Regions from separate parts of the Sus scrofa genome. Here all the other regions are linked to region 2. The links are chromatin contacts, called in public Hi-C maps. All regions are on one chromosome and are shown on one strand. The core of a region is the stretch at or near the end of the contact, and the rest is flanking DNA. Distances in the headings are between cores, read along the strand shown.

What was found. Hi-C and Micro-C count contacts between places; a contact is called where the count stands out from the background.
Region 1: a Hi-C map of embryonic fibroblasts shows a contact between it and region 2, with 3 times the contacts expected there. The contact joins the enhancer-like site here to the promoter of SOX4 in region 2. A contact is called at or near these places in 11 of 47 Hi-C or Micro-C datasets (adipocytes, brain, embryonic fibroblasts and 6 more) and 1 of 2 datasets of contacts at active chromatin or transcription factors (skeletal muscle).
Region 3: a contact with region 2 is called in a Hi-C map of skeletal muscle, with 2.9 times the contacts expected there. The contact joins the enhancer-like site here to the promoter of SOX4 in region 2. A contact is called at or near these places in 7 of 47 Hi-C or Micro-C datasets (embryonic fibroblasts, epiblast stem cells, fetal skeletal muscle and 3 more) and 1 of 2 datasets of contacts at active chromatin or transcription factors (skeletal muscle).
Region 4: a Hi-C map of fetal heart ventricle shows a contact between it and region 2, with 10 times the contacts expected there. The contact joins the enhancer-like site here to the promoter of SOX4 in region 2. A contact is called at or near these places in 5 of 47 Hi-C or Micro-C datasets (embryonic fibroblasts, fetal heart ventricle, fibroblasts and 2 more).

What each region holds. Positions count from the first base shown.
Region 1 is chr7:18,430,369-18,435,593 of Sscrofa11.1, forward strand. The region is part of intron 4 of LOC106504343 (a long non-coding RNA gene); the gene reads right to left. Among named protein-coding and RNA genes, the nearest start is that of NRSN1, 570 kb to the right of the region's middle. Within about 2 kb of position 1,318, at least 12 of the 83 cell types and tissues checked have an H3K27ac peak or open chromatin away from gene starts, as enhancers often do. A contact at or near this core is called in embryonic fibroblasts and omental adipose tissue, where this site is marked.
Region 2 is chr7:16,884,856-16,889,955 of Sscrofa11.1, forward strand. SOX4 (transcription factor SOX-4) reads left to right here and starts at 1,979. Exons shown (of 1, transcript XM_013977467.2): 1 at 1,979-5,100.
Region 3 is chr7:17,947,581-17,952,260 of Sscrofa11.1, forward strand. The region is part of intron 3 of LOC106504342 (a long non-coding RNA gene); the gene reads left to right. Among named protein-coding and RNA genes, the nearest start is that of HDGFL1, 260 kb to the left of the region's middle. Within about 2 kb of position 2,556, at least 24 of the 83 cell types and tissues checked have an H3K27ac peak or open chromatin away from gene starts, as enhancers often do. A contact at or near this core is called in epiblast stem cells and skeletal muscle, where this site is marked.
Region 4 is chr7:18,205,936-18,211,118 of Sscrofa11.1, forward strand. The region is part of intron 4 of LOC106504342 (a long non-coding RNA gene); the gene reads left to right. Among named protein-coding and RNA genes, the nearest start is that of HDGFL1, 520 kb to the left of the region's middle. Within about 2 kb of position 2,601, at least 14 of the 83 cell types and tissues checked have an H3K27ac peak or open chromatin away from gene starts, as enhancers often do.

The DNA of each region.
Region 1 (5,225 bases), core at 68-2,567, 1.5 Mb after region 2:
AAAAAGCAGTGCATTTCAATATCCTTCTTGTTGATAGTATCAGAACCACTGTTTGTGCTGAGCTCTTCATTCTTCAAGAAATGTCATGATGTAAAATAAAAAAGCATTATCTTGATACATATAGTGTGCCATCCTATTCAGGAGTAGATCAGTAGCTTTGAGTAAGCATCATAAAACTCCGTATTTAGCAAAAGGAAAAAAAAAAAAAAAAGCTCTAAAATACCACGGCTGCTGAAGCCCATCTTTAGGATTCCATGCTCATTATTCCTTTGGAGTCCTACTGTGTTTGCTTAAAGGGTATGTCTGTTTACGAATGAATCAACATCTGTTTATGAATGAATCATTACACAGAAGATAATTTTGTCTCTTCCTTGATAACACCTTTAAATAGGACCGGTACACAGAGAAGAGCTGAGTCCAGAGTGAGGTTACTAGCCTCGTCAGGCTGTTAAGATCAGAGGTGTGAGTTTAATAAGTGCACTATATGATTTTATTTTAGAAGGAAGTCTAAAAATCACATGGGCCAACCTCTAGCCATACTACAGATTAATCAACCAACCCCATAGTACAAATGAGGAAAACAGTCTGAGAGGGTACTTAAACTCTTCTTCCTGCTTCCTAGTCCAAGACAGTTCTCATACTTGACTCTATGAAGAAAAAGCCAAAAGCCTTGCTCACCCTCCTTCTCTACCTAAGAAAGTCCCAAATTGTGATAGAAGCTGGCCCACGACGTGGTGGAAATCACTTCCGTGGAGGTCTGCCAAATGACTTAGTGTTTCACTCCAAATTCCGCCAAACCCAAGGAAATTCTTTGCCAAGTTTTTCAGTCCTCAGTCACTTTTTTTTTTTTTTTTTTTTTTTTTTTTGCTGTACTGAGTCATACCCTTTCCAAGGCTGTTCAGGATACTTCCCCTAGTGAAGGCACAAAACACTGGCAGGATGATATAGCCAATCTATCCACATATATAATTCAGTAATAACACTCTCCAATTCGTTTTTCATGCTTAATCCATCTTCAAGGGTTTTCAGATACAACAATTCCTCTTTGTTCTCAGCAGTTGAGATTGTGCATATGATAGATCCGACATTAAAAAATATACATCTCCTGTGTCACCTGCACAGATTCTTTGGGAGATCAAGGCTTCTGTCTGAGCCCTGGGGAGTGTCTCTTCTCTGGGAGGAAATACATCAAAGGCCAAAGCCTTCTCCTCCACAAATAATCAAAGAAATCCAAATACAAGCAGAAAGTGAAATGGGCAAGTGAGAGGCTGCTAAATGCATTAGTCATCTGTGAGTTTTCAGAGCATCCCATCTCCTGCTTTGTCTTCTCTCCCATGGCTGCTTCCTGCAAGGCTGACTCCCACTGAATAGTGCACTGGCATGAGGTGTACCGGGCTGTCCAATTTGTCAGTGTTCAATTGCCTCATGGAAAAGCTGAGTTGTTTGTTCCTTCCACCATCCTCCTCCCTCTCTCCTTTTCCACTCTTCTCAGAATACAAGAACTTCTTACTGTCTTAGAGATCCTTGCTGCCTCCTTCTCGTGGTGTTTTGTCTGCTAGAATCTGATTGAAAAGTGCTTCTGTTCCTCCCCCGTTCAAGCCCCCAGAAAACTGGCAGTCTTGACACTTTTCTGACATTTCTAAACAACTCAGGTTCTTGCTGCCAACTCCCAGTTACTCTCTAAACCTTTTTAATCCTGTAGAATGCAAACTAATCTACAGAGAGAAAGGTGCCAGGCCTGGTCTGGCAGCTGGAGCTAGGAATGTCAGAGTGGGGAAAATGATAAATACACCTGCCACAGAGAAAGGGAGAGACGTGGCCAGGCTCAGCACCACAATGAGGTTATTTAATGTACAGAGATAGAGAGGACACTCTCCAGTACCCTCGAGTGCAAACTGCATGGAGATGATTTGTTCAGAAAGAAAAATGACAGCTATTACTAATGCGCACAGTCTGGAGGTGGCTGTGTTTGGAAGGAAAGGGAGATAAGGAGCAGAAATCCTGTGTCCCTACAGACCACTCTTAGCTTTTCTCTGTTTGATCTGGGGTTACAGAAATCATCAATGCCTCGTGATCTACATCTCCATGGCGTGGAAGAAGAGGCATGGTTGCTTCCCACATAGAAGTAACTGAATTAGGTTAATATTGGGCTGGTCCAGAAACAAAAAACTGACATTGTGGAAAAGCTGTCTACCTGTTTTCTCACCTTCCCTCTGGTCAGGAGTCGGGTGCTAGACAAAGCCTCGGGTTTGGAATTAGATTTGAATTGAAAAATTGAGAAAATATTTCTAACATCTTTTTTCTTTATCAAGTATGCCAGGTCTATGGACTAATAAAAGATTTCCTCCTTACTATCAAGATAGGAACGCAAAACTTTATGTGTGCTATACATACTACTGTATAAAATAGATGATTAGTAAGAACCTACTGTATAGCACAGGGAAATCTACTCAATATTTTATAATAAATGTTATAGGAAAAAAGACTACATATATGACTAATTTGCTGTGCACTTGAAACTAATACAACATTGAAATCAACTATACTCCAATAAAAAAAAATTCATGTGTTCACACACACACACACACACACACACACACACAGCTACTAAGCTTCCACTGTTCCAATCAAAGGCAAATCTGGAAACAGAGACTTGGAAAAGGACTCAATTAAAAAAAAAAATCACAGACTAAATCACAGAAAAAAAAGATTAGATGGTGGTCTCCAAGTTTGCCTTAACCAACTGTTTTAAGATTCTAATCTAGAGGGCAGAGACCATATCATTTTACTTAATTTTAGACCTTCAAACGTGGAAACGTATACAGTTAAAAAGTTGAGAAATTATTTGGATGACAATGACACTAGTGACAAGATAACTGAAACTGTTAAATGCAAATGAAATTATAACATAAGCAATTTAATCAATATCTTAGAGCAAAATGAGATTGGTTGATACATAAATGAGTAATGACAGACTGAATCCTGGGAACTAGACTCCTAGGCACCACAGGAATATTGAACTTAAATAAAAACTCAGGAGTTCCCGTCGTGGCGCAGTGGTTAACGAATCCAACTAGGAACCATGAGGTTGCGGGTTCGGTCCCTGCCCTTGCTCAGTGGGTTAACGATCCGGCGTTGCCGTGAGCTGTGGTGTAGGTTGCAGACGCGGCTCGGATCCTGCGTTGCTGTGGCTCTGGCGTAGGCTGGTGGCTACAGCTCCGATTAGACCCTTAGCCCGGGAACCTCCATATGCTGCAGGAGCGGCCCAAGAAATAGCAACAACAACAACAATAAAAAAAGACAAAAGACAAAAAAAACAACAAAAAAACAAAAAAAAAAACCTCAGTCTTTCCTTTCCCCTCAACACAGACACATCAGCCAGCAAGTAGATTTTCATGAGGAATCAAGATTCCAGATCTTTTCCCTTCTTTCTTATAAAGGGACTATGGCCCCAATTTTATCAAATTTACCTAGGTTGAAAATAAGGTAGCCTAACAAATAATACGCATCCATTTCCTTTCAAAATGTTAGCCTTGTAGGAAGCAATCAAAAAATGTAACTCAATTTCCCATAATACTTTTTTCGTGGAAAATCATGAGTAGTATTTTAGTACCTTATGTCCTAAGGTGGAAAAAAGTATAATTGCAAGTTATTCTGAAGCTTGTATTACAACCTTAAAGTAATAGATTTTATAGAACATTTTTTAATAATGTAAATATTAGCCACTAATAAAATTTTAATTTAATAATTATTTTTCTTTGACACTGATCAATATTTATCGATGTTACAGTCACAAATGTCAAAGGAAATATGTATGTGATACTTTGCATTTCTGATCTAAGCAGCCAATGGAACAGCCAGTTGGCCACTGAGTTCAACATAAACCAACATCTGATTTAGCATATTTGCAATTACTACAATTTCTAGAACCAGACATTAGTGAGTTTTGATCAATGCTATGTCACAGGCAACTGAATTCTTTCTAGAACTTTTCCTTTGTGAAATCTTTCCAAAGATAGTTTTTGCTGGAGAAAACAGATCATATTGACTTCATTCAAGAGGGAAGAAAAAAATGTTAGAAAAACATTTTAAATGTGTTATAAACATATATAAAGTTGTATTATATTAATTTATATACATAAATATATGTGATAGATACATATGTAGGTAGGTGAGATATACAAAACTACTATGAAAAAGGATTCATGGTGCTCCCCAAGCCAGGCTTGGTTTTATGAGTTTTTGAAAAAAAAAGAGACTTTTCTTGAGAATTAAACAAGTGCTATCTCATCATAATAACATTTTATTCCTCATGATCCAGAAAAGAGGAAACCCATCACAGAATATACAGAAGGAGCTTTTAAAAATCAGTGAAGACAGCCTATGAGAATTCTACCTCCAAGGATGAATCTGTGAGATTTTCAGGGTATTGTATCAGATTTATATGAGACATTAATAGAGAAACATTATAAAGTTCATCAAAGCTAATTTAGAGTTATTGAGCACTTATTAGACACCCAAAGTAAGAACCCAACACACCTGCACTAAACCATGGAAACAAAATTACACTAACATGCTTTAGAATCATCTTGATACTTCAGGTACATGTCTGGTGACTCAATATTTAAAATATATACTAACCTTATATAAATCTATCTAATACTATTGTTTGACAAAGGAAAAAAAGGTACTTTACATTATCTGAGTAGTTCAGGGCCCTCTGTTTACTGAGATAAATTTTTAAAAGACATTGATAAATTTTTTTTATCCAAGTGAGAATTACAAGTTTCACTGCAGAAATGATAGTGTCCTAGGAACTCAAAACAATTAGGAGAATCAAATACTTAGTTTTGATTTATGAGGAATAACATATTCCTGAAAAGAATGTTATTATTTCCCTACCTGCTTCTTTAGCTTTATATCTCCTGTAGACTCCATACATTTCTACCATACTTTTATTGAATTGATTTTTTTTTTTTTTTTTGTCTTTTTGCCATTTCGTGGGCCGCTCCCGCCGCATATGGAGGTTCCCAGGCTAGGGGTCGAATCCGAGCTGTAGACGCCAGCCTACGCCAGAGCCACAGCAACGCAGGATCCTAGCCGCGTCTGCAATCTACACCACAGCTCACGGCAACGCCGGATCATTAACCCACTGAGCAAGGCCAGCGATCGAACCTGCAACCTCATGGTTCCTAGTCGGATTTGTTAACCACTGAGCCACAACG
Region 2 (5,100 bases), core at 729-3,228:
TTTCAGGGCGCCCCACGGGATGGGGTGGGGGTGGGGCTATGCAGCCCCACCCGAATGCCTGCCCGCGGGCCTGGCTGCCGCGGTAGCCTGCGGAAAGGCAGACAAGCGAACCCGGGGAGGGGCGGGGCGGGGGGAAGGGGGGGAAACAAAGCGAGCAGGAACCCTGCACCCCCACACACATGCTCTGCTTCTAAGTAACTGCGCCTGGGGCGCAGACTCTACCACTGATTTACCTGCCAGCTTCCTCCTCCCAAACATGAGACCCGAGGTCGAGTCACAAGGGGCGTTGGTGTGCCCATGCCTTGGGACCCGGGTGCCGCGACTCCACGATTCCCTCGCCTTTACAGCACGGGAGGCGGCACCGAGGCAGGCTGGCCTCTTCGAAATCCCTGGAGAAGGGACGCTTGAAGGTTTGGGTGCAACCAATTGTCAACCTCCCTTCGTCCTATACAGCCTTTTCCTCCCCCCGCCCGCCGCGCACACGCCCTGCTCTGCCCTCTTGATCGGGCAGCTGCCGGCTCAGTGGAACCGGGGAGGGAGTGCCCAGCCGGTGTACGAATGCCGCATGCCAGCCGGAGCGTGGGTTCCAGACGCACAGCGCGCACGGAACATTTAGGCGTCCAAAGCGAAGGCGCGGGGGAAGCCAGGGGGCCGAGTGGCTGTCAGTTCCGGTCAGGGACGGAACTGGGCACCATAGCCAGGGGCCCAGCTGGCCCTGTGGAGAGGGGAAATGTAGAAGCCGAGCACCCGGGAAACCACCCCCCGGCTAGAGGCGGCCAGTTGCAACTTCAAAGGAGGGCTAGGAGCTGGCGAGGGCGCGGGGGCGTGTGTGTGTGTGTGTGTGTGTGTGTGTGTGTTCAGCTTCTTCCCCGGTCGTAAACCTAAACGGAAGACGGGTGTTAAAGTACTGCTGACAGGATCGCCTGAAACATGTTTACAGTAGGAAAGACTTTCCTCCAAAAAGCACAGCCTGAGTCGATTCCAATTTATTTCCTCCCTGTAACCATAATCGCAAGGCCAGTCTCAGCCGGCGCGGCGGAACGCGGCTGAGCACCATTAATCCCCGCCGAATCCTCTCCGAGCTCAGGGCAGGAAGAGCGCCGAGCCTGCGCCACCGAGTCGCTGCGCTCGGTCAGGCGTCTGGCTGAGACCATCTTTCCAGGAGGAGGGGTATCCGTTGCCAGTCCTTAAGTAAAGCGCGCCTCCTTTGCAGCGGCTCTCGGAGAGAGACTTCTAACTACTTGCAGCTTCAGCAAGATACGGACACGGTAATTGATAACTGCCCGGTTCACTTACTAGACCCAAACCGGAGCTAGCCTTGGCGTCTCCAGTGTCTGGGAGCTTTGACAAGTGAACAGGAGGCCAAAACTGTTCGTTGCCCCAAACTCGATTTATGATTTAAAAAAAAATCATCAAGATTCATCGACACACTCTATAACCTCTGATCATTTAAACTGCTACCTAAACACGTTGGAAGAGTGTGGGATGATAAGGGTTCGGGAGAGGTGGAAGGGGGAGAAGAAAGAAGTCTGACAGTCTCCACGTTTTCCCACGTCTCCATGCGAGTGCAGGGAGGCTCAGCGCTGCCACCTGGCGGCGGCTTCTCCCCGGATTGGGAGCCGGCTGGTGGCAGAGCAAACCCAGGCTCCCAGTGGGTGTGCCCTGCTCCTGCCTCGCGAAATGGGGCAGACAGAAGCTTGTATTTATGCTTCAAATCTCCGTGGCCCAGTGGAAACACCCGTTTTCTTCTTGTTCTCATGAGGATACTGAAAGGAAAGGAAAAATGAGTTGGCGCTGGTATGAAGTGCATACATAAACCTACCAGGTGCCAGTCACTGATTAGGAAGGGGTAGAAAATGGTAAAAAGTTATTAGAAATGCAGGGTTTTTATCTTTCAGTTCATTCTAATAGTAAAAATCATTCATGGACTTCATTTTACCCCCAGACCCTATTTTGATATTTTGCAAATAAGAATTACTTCCATACATTAATTTTCAACATGCCCCCCAACCCAAAGGAAAGTCCAGTTCTAGTACAACTTCATCAGCCCCCCCAAAATGGAGTGCAAATTACGTTTGCCTACCGGATTGAGAAGAAAAGGAGCTTTGGATGGAGGGTTCTTTGCCATAAAGTATGGAACCAAAAAGCCTGAGGCCTTTTAGTTGGCAAAGGCCAAGGACATCAAATTTCTCAGGCTTCTTCCCTATCTACTAAAGTAACAAAGACAAGTATTTCTTTTCTCTTTATTTTCTTTGAACTGAATACTTGTTAGGTCAGAACAGCGCCTACAATCATAGTTTCTATAACCAAGGCCAGGCAAAATCTTGCAAATCAGTGCAAATCCAAGAGATCTGTTAAACTAATTTCCCTTCAGATTTTTTTTCCCCTCACTATGCTATAGGAATATATTAAGCAGTGGGATACAATCTTATTTCTATCTATACCCCATACCATTTTATGGATTGATATTTTATGTTGTACAGGTGTGCGGAGCAGAATAAAAGAACTAGCAGATATTATATTACATCTCAAATAGTTTCATTATTAGTTTAATAAATGAAACAAGATTAAAAATATTTACATTAATTCAAAATTTGGAATGTATAGCATCATTGCTAATAAAAACAATTACTCTATTATTCTAAAACAGGAATTTTTTTTTGCAAAATTATCTTGGTTTACTGTTAATGTGGCTTAAAGAGTAGCATTAAGAATTACTTCATGTACTGCAAAGCCAGCAGAGGGAACACTGAGTACTGATTTAGTAGGGGCCACCAAGTATCTGGTATTTGGGGAAAAAAAAATGTCAGTAATGGAAAATTGGTTACAAAGCATGTGAAGTTAGGTAGTGAGAACACAGAAATCTTTTCTCATTACTTGCTATTCAGAGGCCTAATACATTCCAGTGTGCACATACTCAGTTGGTGAGAAAAATGACTTTAGTAAAAGGCCATTTGTCACATGTTTTGTTACATTTTAAGAGGACTACTAACACATAAGAACAAACCTATTTCAGCAGTCTGTGCATTCATGTATACCCTAAAACTCTTATAAAGTCAATGGAAATTACTAACAATGTATTTCTTTAATTCTAAGAACTTTTTCATTTTTAACTTCTCAGATGTCTTACAACCATGGGGGTATCAGTGTCATTGGCAGTTGTTCTCTCTTAAGGACATATAACAATAGTATGTCTTGAAGACATTACTTAGATTTGTTGAAATATGGGAAATACAGCTAACAATATAAATAGGCCAGTGGCTATTTTTTTTTTTTAGTACACACTTTAAAAAGATCTGTGTGCTTTAAACATAAACAAAACTACTCTGCTTTAACTTCACTTTTCCCTGATAATATTCACTGCTAGAAACATAAACAGCTTGGGAAATATAATCAATTATATTGATACTCACCTTGACTGAATTATCACAAACTAGCTACACCCTCAAATCCTTAGTTGGTACAAGTCCCCAAATAAACATGGTGTTTATTCTTTTTTTTTATTCTTGTGGAAATATTGATTTTATAAATAATAGACCTCTTAGAGTAATTTTTATGTCAGACTGATAACATGTACGGGTGTGTTGTGGTATGCATACCAAAGAAAATGAAAAGCATGATAACACACCCAATTTTGTTATATGCAAAAGAAGTGCCTGCGGGTTTTTAATTTGTTTGTTTGTTTTTAAGATTTGTTTCTCCTTCTAAAAGAAAAAGCATATAACTTGGGTAACTACTGGTCAAAAATTATTTGCTTTTACCCACAAAAACATTCTTGCATGTGGTTAATCCTTAGAGGTCCAGTCAGATGTCTCCAAAGGGTGTTCTTTCCAGTAAAATTCTACATCTGACAACCTGGGCCTCTCGCCAGCCTACATACTTTAAAAGTTTGACAAGATAAATAGAAATCTACTGCCTCGCACTAGTTTGATCTGAATAGAAAGCTGACTTAAATTATGTTAGGTTAGCCCTACCTAACCACTTAGCATTGGCTGATAGAAAAACAGTTTACTATTAAGGTGTTAAGGAAGACCAATTTTTAGTAGAATTTTAATTTTCATACCTTAGACCAAAGGTAATTTTCATGGCTAAATTAGCATGTATTCTGACTACGAAAGCACATTTTCTTTGCTGCGTTCTTCACAAGGCTCTTCATGAAGTTTCTTTTCAAATCATTAGGACAATAGGATTGCTGATGTGGTCCTTGGATAGTTCATGTTTATGATCTGTGATTATTTTTTCACATCAGTGGCCATCCTCAATTTTAGTCTCTTGAACAACATGCTTCTACTAAAGGGAGTGTCTTCACAATGTGAATTAGCCAGGGAAGGACAACAGCATTCACTGAGGGCTTACTGTACATCAAGCTCATTCAACCTTCACAAACACCCTACATAAAGTAGTTCCTACTGTTCCCACATCACAGATGAGGAAAACTGATACTTGTCACATCCCCAGGGTTACAAGACCAGTAAAAAGGACTAGCGACCAGATCTAATATAAATCACCAAATCTAATGTAAATCCAGAGGTTCCATTTTCTTCTGCAACCAGCTACCACTGCCTTCTAGTTTCTCTTTGTCTGGGTCTTTCAGTTCCATTTGATTGAAGCAGCTAATATATAGGAGAAAATATATATAAAGGAAAGGAGGAGGGTTTAGGCTGGGAGAAGGACAGAGTGGAGCAATCTTTAATTCTGAAAATGTGGAAAGCAAATACTTAGAAAGTAAAATCGATTCCTATCCTTTATCATCTTACACAAAATTCTATGTAAATTCTCCCCTTGAGTTAAGTATAGAATGCTGCCTAATGTGCTCCAGTGGAAAGCTCCTCTGTTTAGGCTATCCAGGATTTATAGCCGAATTTAAATCATTAAGTAACCATAGTTAACCCCTGTTTGGTTAAGAAAGCAAATAATTATTGCAAAAATTCTTCTTCTCTGCCTTCACAAACAGCACCCAAATTGCTCTGAAGGGATTTACACAGTACATCAACATCTGTGCTGTACCTCGAGTTGTTAAAATAACTGTGATGACAGGTGTCCAGGTACCACTTTCTTAATGGTTTTCAATATCCATTGATTTATTGTCGTGGTTTTCCT
Region 3 (4,680 bases), core at 1,306-3,805, 1.1 Mb after region 2:
AACTGAAGTCATAGTGAAAAGCCCATTTTCTTGTGACCTACTAGCCAGCATTGATATGAGAAATTGAATAATGAGAATAAAAATAACAAAGAAATAAGACAAAGCTTAAGGAGTCTTTTTAACAACCAGCTGCCTCATCTTTCCATTGTAGAAATATGTTGGGAGAAATTCCAGTTACTTACGGCCTCTACAAAGCTATGGAAGGTTTTGAAAGTTGGTTCTTACATACAAAGCAATGGAAGGTTTTGAAAGTTGGTTCTTAGGTTCAGACCATGAGAAGGAACTGGCTTCCAAAAGAATGATTTCTAGTTCTATATAGCTTTTGCATCACACTTAACCCATAGTATAATTGGCCTTCTTTACTTAATTGAAGGTAGTGACCATAGGGGAATAAGGAAGAAATAATCACAAATATTCACTTTGACTCAAGTTTTATGACCCAGCCCACCATTATCATTCTGTTCATTTTAAAAATCCACCTTTCTGGACATGCCAGCATCCTTTTAATTTTTCTCCAAGCGCCCTAAAAGTAGTTACAAAAAGAAGTAAAAGTTATAGAAAATGACCTCAGCAAATATAAATAGGCCTTACGTGAAAGGTAACAGTGACATACTATATCCCCAAATCCCTTAGGTGCATCTAAAGTAGAATTATCACATGCAGTTGATAACTCTTGGGGTGATGCTCAACCCATAGCCTGCCCATCCTGGGAATATCCTCCCCATTCCACAGAGGTCTGTTTCCAGGACTCATGTATGTAGATGGTGGTTCTAGTCCTGACCATGGTGCAATGGATCAATTAGTCAGCTAAGATTTTTCCCTCCGGGAATTCAGGGATTTTAGATACAGCAGTAGCAGTAAGTCTGGTCTGTAACTAGACATGGTGATAAGTCAATTGTAGAATCTAATGGAAAGTGATGCCAATCTTCAAAAGAACATTTTCAGACCTATAAATGAGACAATCAGCCTGAGAGAGAGGGAAAGAAGGACTTAGAGACAGAGGCAGAGAATGAATAACCAAATGAAAGAGAGCCTATATTACTACTGGCTTCCTCTTCCTGGTTATAAACCCTCCTCTGGAACATGGCGAGCTTCTGGATTGGCTCAGAATAAAGGTGTCGATGAATGGCATGCTCAAGCCTCCCTAACACAAGCCTGCTCTGGCCAGTGATAAATGATGTCTTTGATTAGCCTTTCTCTTTCAGCTGCCCCTTTCCAACTCTCATACTGTTTTTTTTTTTTTTTTTTTAATCTCTGCCTTACTGATTTTTCAGCAACTCATTTCCTACTTATCTCTAAAGATCTGGCTTAAGTATCACCTCCTCAGTGAAGTTTTATCAAATTCTGTTAGACAAAGTTAGTCATTTCTGCACCTGTGTTTTCATAGTACTTTCCACATTCCAGAACTTATAACTATTTGCTTATGCAATTCTCATCCCTCAAACTAGGAGTGCTTGTGAGTGAAATTATAATATACTTTTCTTTGATTCTCTAACAGCTATCTGTGTCTGACACATAGTAGGCTCTCAATCAATGTTCATGAAATGAATGAATCAGTGTTGCCAATTTAGTTGGTGTTATATCCTCTGTGATTTCTTAAAACACGAAGACACTCTTTAAAGTGTTGTGTGCACCCAATATTTTGAAGAGAACCTTTTCTTTGGAAGGAACTCTGCCTTCTTGCTCTCTGCCAACACTCATCTTGAGGCAGGAGCTTTCTAGAATACTTATTATTTTATAATTAAGATATCTTCATAAGGAATGACTCAATTCCACCTATAGCTAGGGTCCATTAGCAAATAAGGTTTTCTTTCACTCCTAAATCACTCCTAGAATTAGTTTATACTTTGAAACATTATATAGGGTAACTGCTTTGAAATGCTTCAAAAACTATTATGATTTAGATTATTAACAAGAAGCCATCTACTGTATTGGTCAAGCTATCAAGATACATTAGTTATACCATGAAGCTTCAAACTGATTTGAAGAAAAGTATAGATTAAAATAGAGGTTTTTTTAGAGATCCAGATAAGCCTAAAGTGTATTATCAGGATAATGAATGGAACACCTCATAAATCCTAAATTTCATCAATGCCATGTCTCTACCACATTGGAATTAAGATTTATAGGCTCACTACTGTTAATCCAGGGGGTAGACATTTAACTACAACCCAGGCATACCTTGCAGGGCTATAGGGCTTTTGCTTTCTTCTTGTTACACAGAAGCATGACCTATTGGATCACCAGATTTTTTAAATATGTACAGAGGGAACAGGAAAGGAGCAAAAGCAAAGGGATTTTAAAATTTCTGCATGTATGTGTCTTTCTGTCTCTCTTTTTTGTGTGTATTTTTACAAAATTATATGTATAATACACACGTATACATAATCAAGTATATATGTGTGTGTGTATATATATATAAATATGAAAGAGCTCTTCTGATTTATTTTCTTCAACCTTTCATAAGGTGAAGTTTCATCAAACCACATCATGTGACTCTCCAGGAACCTCACTGAACAGGTCTGACTCATCGTCTGGGAATTTTAAATAGGCATGTGCTTCCATGAGAGTTAATACTTAAAAACACACATACAAACTGGCAGTGAAAGAGAGAAAGAAAGAACGAAGAAAAAAAAAAAAAGCTCAAGTGAAACTTTTGCTTGGCACAAACACTCAGGTCAGACACTGGCCACTCAATATTTCACAGTTAATTACCACGTGGAATTACCTTTAGAGGGAACGTGGTGGCTGAGTGCTCAGGGGACAGAGGCAGTAAATCTACAGTTTATATTGTTAAGTCGGCCGGGTTGGATTAAGCAGTGAAAGAACTGCCCCTGAAATGGTTGACCCTGATTCCCCTCTGAGATAGGAAGTTTTCCTCAGATCCAAGGGCTGTGCCTGCCCACTAGTGGTCAGATGGCAGAGCAGGTACCTGGACATTCCTTAGAGGGGTTTATGCCCTTAAGTTCTGTCTGGATAAATGTGGGAATGGCAGTGCCACTTAGTCTGATTTTTAAGCAAGGATTTGGGGATCTGTCAACTCAGTTCTGTCAGAGAAGTTAGAATAACAAAGGCCAAGTCAATGACAAGCAAACAAAAGTTTCCATTTGCAAAATGTACTTACAACTCTTATTTGATGAGGTGTAAGCTTTGTGATAGGAACTGAGACTTCAGCTCTATTACCAAAGGATTGATTGGATCAGTGACACCTGGTACAGAATAACAACTTTCTTCTCTTTCTTCCCAGATCTTCATAGAATACCACACTGGGATATTTTCCAGTTTAAACATCATAGAATATTCTTCCACTGCCAATGGGATTATCTGGAAAAAATTTAGAGAAGAATTAAAACTCCTCCACCAGTTTGACCCAACCTGTATTTTCATCATTATCTCCATTAAGTCCCTAAACAAAACAAAATCTATAGTCTAGCTAAGCTCAATTAAACATTCTTCTCATCAGAATTTTCCCAGTTTGTTCTGCTCCTTAACTACCCACTTGAACTATCAACCATATTCTGTCTACCTATACAAAGTCAAATCCAACATCATCATTAAACTCTAAAATTCTTACCGCAACATGTACTAATTGTGTGAAAGTTGTTGTCATATACTTCCGTTGTCATATTTGTATCTTGAACTGTCACTACATTTATGACTTCTTTTAGAAATCATGTCATATTCTCTTTTTTATCCTTCTTAATGTTTAGCAAAGGCATTTTCCTTTTAATAGCATATTCTCAAATATTTATTGAAGGTAAAACACAAATAAATTAGTGGTTTAATTTTTCAAGTCGGGACTCAAAACAAGGCAATGTGACGAAGCCACCCCTCTGCAGGTTTAGTTTTCTTTATCACCTCTAAGAACTTCAGTCTTACGCTATGGGTAAGAGGCCACCGGATGGCTTACTGACACCCTGGTAATCTATAAAATTCCTTTGACCTTCACAGGAGTATTAAAGTTTATGATATGCAAACTGTCTCAATTTTTAAACATTTTTTAAAATAAAAATTTGGTCCTCTGAATACCGTTGGAAAAATTAAATGTGTTTTAAAACTAGCATGATATATGTTATAAATGTTAAAAATTTGATATTTTTCCATCTAATTGGTGACTCTTAGTTACTCTAATTTACACCTCAAATACTAATTCAAAGAGTGCCTTGATTTACTCACACTCATTAAACATTTTATTTGTTTTTAAACTTAGAGTTTACCAGAATTCCCGTCGTGGCTCAGTGGCTAACGAATCCGACTAGGAACCATGACATTGCAGATCCAATCCCTGGCCTTGCTCAGTGGGTTAAGGATCCAGCATTGCCATGAGCTGTGATGTAGGTCACAGATGCAGCTCAGATGTGGCGTTGCTGTGGCTGTGGCTAGGCTGGCAGCTACAGCTCTGATTAGACCCCTGGCCTGGGAACCTCCATATGCTGTAGGTCTAGAAAAGACAAAAAATAAAAAATAAACTTAGAGTTTACTTTTAATCCTATTTTCATAATTGTTCAAGATGACCTGTCAGCTTTTCTTCGTTCTAATCCTTCTCTTTCCTAGTTTAAAGAAAAGTTTAAGTCATTAACTAACAAAGAAACATCTCAAACCAATTTACCATTTTGTTTAAATGTTCACCTTAAAATGAGTTTGCCTCTCTCATCACGATGTAACACAACAAAAGAGTTA
Region 4 (5,183 bases), core at 1,351-3,850, 1.3 Mb after region 2:
ATCTTGCCCAGTATCTAAACTATATGCCTGAAAAGAGCTAGGAAGACACATTATTCATCAGATTCCAACACAGGAAGGAACTCTCAGAAAAATCAGATCAAGAGAGACAATATGTTTCAAAGCTGAATTGGCAGAAGATCTTGATCCAGTGCCATCATTACAGATGAAGCAACTGAAGTACACAGAATGGCCATCCAACATGGTGGCTGAGCTAGTTTAGTGACAAATATACATAGAACCAAGTCAACTCAGTGGTACTCCTCATCTTTTTCACCTTGACATCAGTTCTCAGATATTAGTGTCAATAAAAAAATTCAGAGATCTTCTATGACATGAATATTTTATAGAGTAAGAATCAAAGTTTTCAACAAACAAAGGACTTCAAAACTGAAAGTGATAAGAAGCTCATCTCTGGAGGGTAACGGTAAGGTTTACCAGCCTCAAACAGGAGATTCAAAGAGCTGAATTCTCATTGATTAGGGTCAAGTGGGTTACTTGGGTGTTGCTGATTGGCTAGAAGGTGCTGAGTTAGGCCAAGAAGGAAATAAAGCTGGAGGTTCTTCAGTCTATGTGGGTATATCAGCAACTGGATCCTTACTGGACGTGAGCTATTTCCTCATAGTCAAAGGTGCATTTCAGCCTCCATTCTGATTTTTATTTCACGGTCAGGTGAATGAAAATCATCTAGGGAATATGGTGACAAGGCAGACACAGGCTTGGGCTAAGAGCATCAGAGGCATTTGGTCTTATCATTGCAGGACCAAATGCATGGTGACAAGCCAGGTCTACTGCGAGTCCCTGGGTGGGGTTGACAAGTGAGACTCTCTGGCTTGGAGCCGGAAAAAAATTCGCAAGCAGCCAGAGTAAAATGAAAATGAGTTTATTGAGAGAGATACACACTCCATAGACAGAAGGTAAGAGTGGCTCCTGGCTGTAGGTGGTGGTTAGTCTTTATGGGCTGGATAGCTTGACATGCTAGTGAGTAGGAGGAACTGTTTTGGGGAAGGGGTGGAGATTTCCAGCAGTTAGGCTACTGCCCCCTTTTTCATCTTTTATGGTCAGCCTGGGACTGGCCGTGGCACTGGTGGGGTGTCATTTAGCAAACTAACTTATTACAACGAGTGTAATAAGTGTATAAGGAGGGTCAAGGTCTCCCGGAAGTGGAATCTTCTGCCATCTTGGGCCTGATTGGTCTAACCCGTTTTTCTTGCATCCTCAATGGCTGTGTCATTCCTTCAAAGGTTGTGCTCCACGCTTTTCCCTCCAGTCTCACTTTGAAATCAAACAAATCTGTATTTTTTAATGGCTTCTCTAGGTGATCAACATACAAGTGGTCTGAGCACTCTACTTTAAGAAAACTTCATTTTTTTCACGCTGAGAAAAGTTTGTGGAATCAAAACTGAGGAAATATTTAGATGTCTAAGCAAGGGATCACCAAGGTCAAACCAACTGATAGGCGTTATCCTGCTTCTGCCTACTCAGGTCAATTTCTGGATAAGAGAATCGTGAGGATCAGAAAAATGTCTAAGTGTCAGCTATGCTCCATGACTTCCACAATCTCCCACAGCTCCTTCCCAGTAAGACTAGATATGACCAAAGCTTTCCTTTCTCTCATTGGTCTCTTAACCTTAAAAGCTTCAGGAAAAATGATAAATATTTCCTTTCTACAAAAGGTTCTCATTTATAAACTGATCTAAGCAGTGTCATGAAATATCCTTAACAGAAACAAATTTGGGGTTTTCTCTTATCGGAGCCATAAAAGAGTGCAGATGTGGAAGGTAAGATAAATGGGATTAAATTACAGGAATGGACTAGATGGAGTTGAGATCTGAGATTTTGTGATTCCAGAGGCCCTGTGATTTTTCTGCTGCATTGGTATCTCTCCCACAGAGCACCATGCAAACCATGAACCAATTCATGCAAACCATCATGATTATCAGCCACTGGTGAGCCTTCTCCCACGAGAATGAACTCCCAAACATCAGGCAGTAAGCTACCTGCTTCTCTGTCCCTTTCGCCACCCCCAGTGAGCTGCAGGCACCAGCCCAGAGGAATAAAAGTGAAACTGAGGCATTCCTTTTTCTTTCTGGTATAGACAGGGAGCCACGGATAGCCTATGCATTCAAAGGGGGAGAAAAGGTAGCCTCGTCCTATTGGCTTAGGACAGTCACCATCACACAGGAGTTGCAATTAGTCCATGGCAGGCTTATTCAGGCCTTGGATTCTTTTCAGCAGTGAAAAAGGGAACACTCAAGGTCTATTGAATTGGAGCGTGGCATCTGCCGCACACCGAGGGGAGAGGTCGGGGGTCAGTGCTTGATTTTGATAAAGCGTGCCAGATTAATTGTCTTCGGTAATCCTGTTTGTCATGGTAGATATGCAGAGGCGTCTTTGTGGCACAGGCTGACATATGGGCCGGCCTGCTGCTTGCCTATTCAGACCCCCACCCCCCCACCCCCCAGCACATGCTCTCCACAGTTGGACTGGCTCCCAGGGCCTTTCTGCCAGGGGAGTGGGGCCTCCTGCTTGTATTCAGCCAACCCCCATCTCCACAAACAGGCTTCCTAATCTTCAGGCCTGCCTGGGCTATTGAAAGAGCCTGCATTATTCAAAGAGGCCCAAAGAGAGAAAGGGAGAGAGAAGAGGGGGGCTGGTGAGGAGAGAAAGAAGGGGAGGAGGGAGAATGGAGGACTCCTAGCACCAGAGATGGGAGTGAAAGACTCTCCAGACTGGGGAAGGGGTGGGGTGGGTGGGGGGGAAATATAATTACAAAAAATAGCAGCCATGTACTTCAGGCAGAGCACTTCAGGAGGCTGATTATAGCTCCTCTCCAAATCTGAATCTATCACCAAATTATACCCTGCCTCTTTTGTAAAATAAATGTTAATAAGAGGTAATTTGGGCCCTGCTGATTGTTAAGCTCAATGGAGATAGAACTTTTTTTTTTTTTTTTTTGCTGTGTGTGTGTGTTTATTGTAATATCTGGAGGACTTTTTTCTCTTCCAACCAGAGTTTATATTCAACCCCAAAAGATGAAACACATGTTCCATGGCCTGACACAAGTGCCAGGAAATCGAGAGGGTTTGGGTTATATGATAAAGGGTGAAGGTACAGACTGGCACTCGGCCCTTACTCCACTGAAGGGAGCATTGGGTGTACTCTCAAGAGAACATTCCCTGGATCTGAGAAGAGAGTGGGGCAAGGAGGGGAGAAGGAGGGCCGCTCTGCCTGCCTGGTGGGGAGAGGAGGGCCCTTGCTCTAAATAGCTTTGCCTTTCTTTGGTTTAAAAGGAGGATTTTTTTTTTTTAATTTTTCATTTACATAATCATTATTTTGAGTTGCTGACAGTTCTTTTGGGGGCTTTTATATGTAAAAGCACAAAAAATAGAGACAATCCTGTGACAGATCTTTTGAAAATGTTCCCGTGATGTGTATTTACGAACAGATCCAGAAATGCAGCAATTAGAAACAACGCATAATCATCCACGCTCCAGACAAAAGCATAGAGATATTAAATTATAAATCCTTGATCATAATCGCCCTGAAGCAGTCCTTCCTGTGTTTTTGCTATTCTGTTCTTCTCATTCACAGGGCAGAGATGAGGGGCAATATAAACAATAGTGCCTCTGACCAGAGACTTCGTGGTCTCTAGTTAGGATTTCGTACTTAAGTGCTCTGAATACTACCTTTTTTTTGGGGGGGGAGCATAGTGATAATTTGACAGTATCATTATCTGTCATTGATCTCAAGGGGGACATAACCGATTTTTAAAATTTAAGAAATCGAAATGAGAAGAAATTGCTTAACTGTTTCTTTACTGTAGATAATCAAAGAAAAAGGTTTTGTCCTCTTCTCCAAAGAGTTGACTGCTTCTTTGGGGGGAGCTAAGCATTTCAACATTTATTTGTTTTACTTCCTGTAATAAAGCAGGCATTGTCAGGAACACAGGGCTGGGCGTGTAGTGGAAACAGAAACAGAATTTCTGTTTTCATAGAGCTTATGGTGGATGAGGGTTTGAGGTTGTTTGCCCAGTACATAGAATAGCACCAGGCACGTCCCATGAATTCATTAAATTTTATTTATTCAAAAAATTCAGGAAAATTACTGAGTAAACAAGTAACAGAATTTTTGACATTTCCCAGAAATGCTTGCTTTCACTTAAACTTTATGTTATAAAGAAAGAGAAAGAGAAGAAGGGGAAGAGGAGGAGAATAAAGAAGAGATAAATAACATTTTTTGAGCACGTAGTCTATGCTGGGTAGATAGCAAGTGCTTTGTCAACATTATTCTTTGTAGCCTTGAACACAGCCTTTGGGAGGGAAGAGCTGAGAGTCAGCTAGTGCACAAGACTGCTTCTAGACTAGTTACACAATTGAAACCACCTGATAACCCTGTCAAATGAGTGCTAGCTGATGCCCAGGCATCATCTTTGAGAACCTCTGGGGCAAAGCCCAGGCATCAGTGATATGAAAAAATATCCCCCAGGCGATGCTAATGAGAATCACTGATTTACATCATATTTTTCAAACTCTGATGTGCATGCCAGTTTCTTGGGGGTCTTGCTAAAATGAAGTTTCCCAGTAGATTGCTTTGTGGTGAAGCCTGAGATCTTTTAGCTCTATCAAGCCTCTGGGTGATGCTGGTGGTATTTCTGGTCTCTGACTGAAGTTCTTGTTATTGTTTAATTTTTGGCCTCAAAATGTTCCCAAATATGGGCTGCGGAAGTTCCCAGCCCAGAGATTGAATCGAACTCACACCACAGCTGTGACCCGAGCCACTGAAATGCCAACCCTGGATCCTTAAGCCACTGCATCACAAGGGAACTCCTCAACTTTTGAGTAAGCAAGGCTTTCAAAATTAAGCAACTTGCACACTTGCTGACCTGGATCTCAAACCTTATTTCTCCAACTGAAGAATCTGAGTTCTTGAGTCCTGTCCTCCAACAGGATGAAATGCACTGTTTACAGGAGTACAATGTGATGGGAAGAACACTCATCTGTGAGTCTGATGACCTGGGCTTATTTACAGTTTTTTCACTGCCCTTGACTTTGGATCTTACTTCCTAGGCAGGGTCTCAGTTTTCTTCTCTGTAACTTGTAGGTGTTAAAGTTTGTTATCACTGCTATCCTTGAATTCTCTACATGTCACCTGTTTCAGTGCTATCCATGACATGAGACATTTCC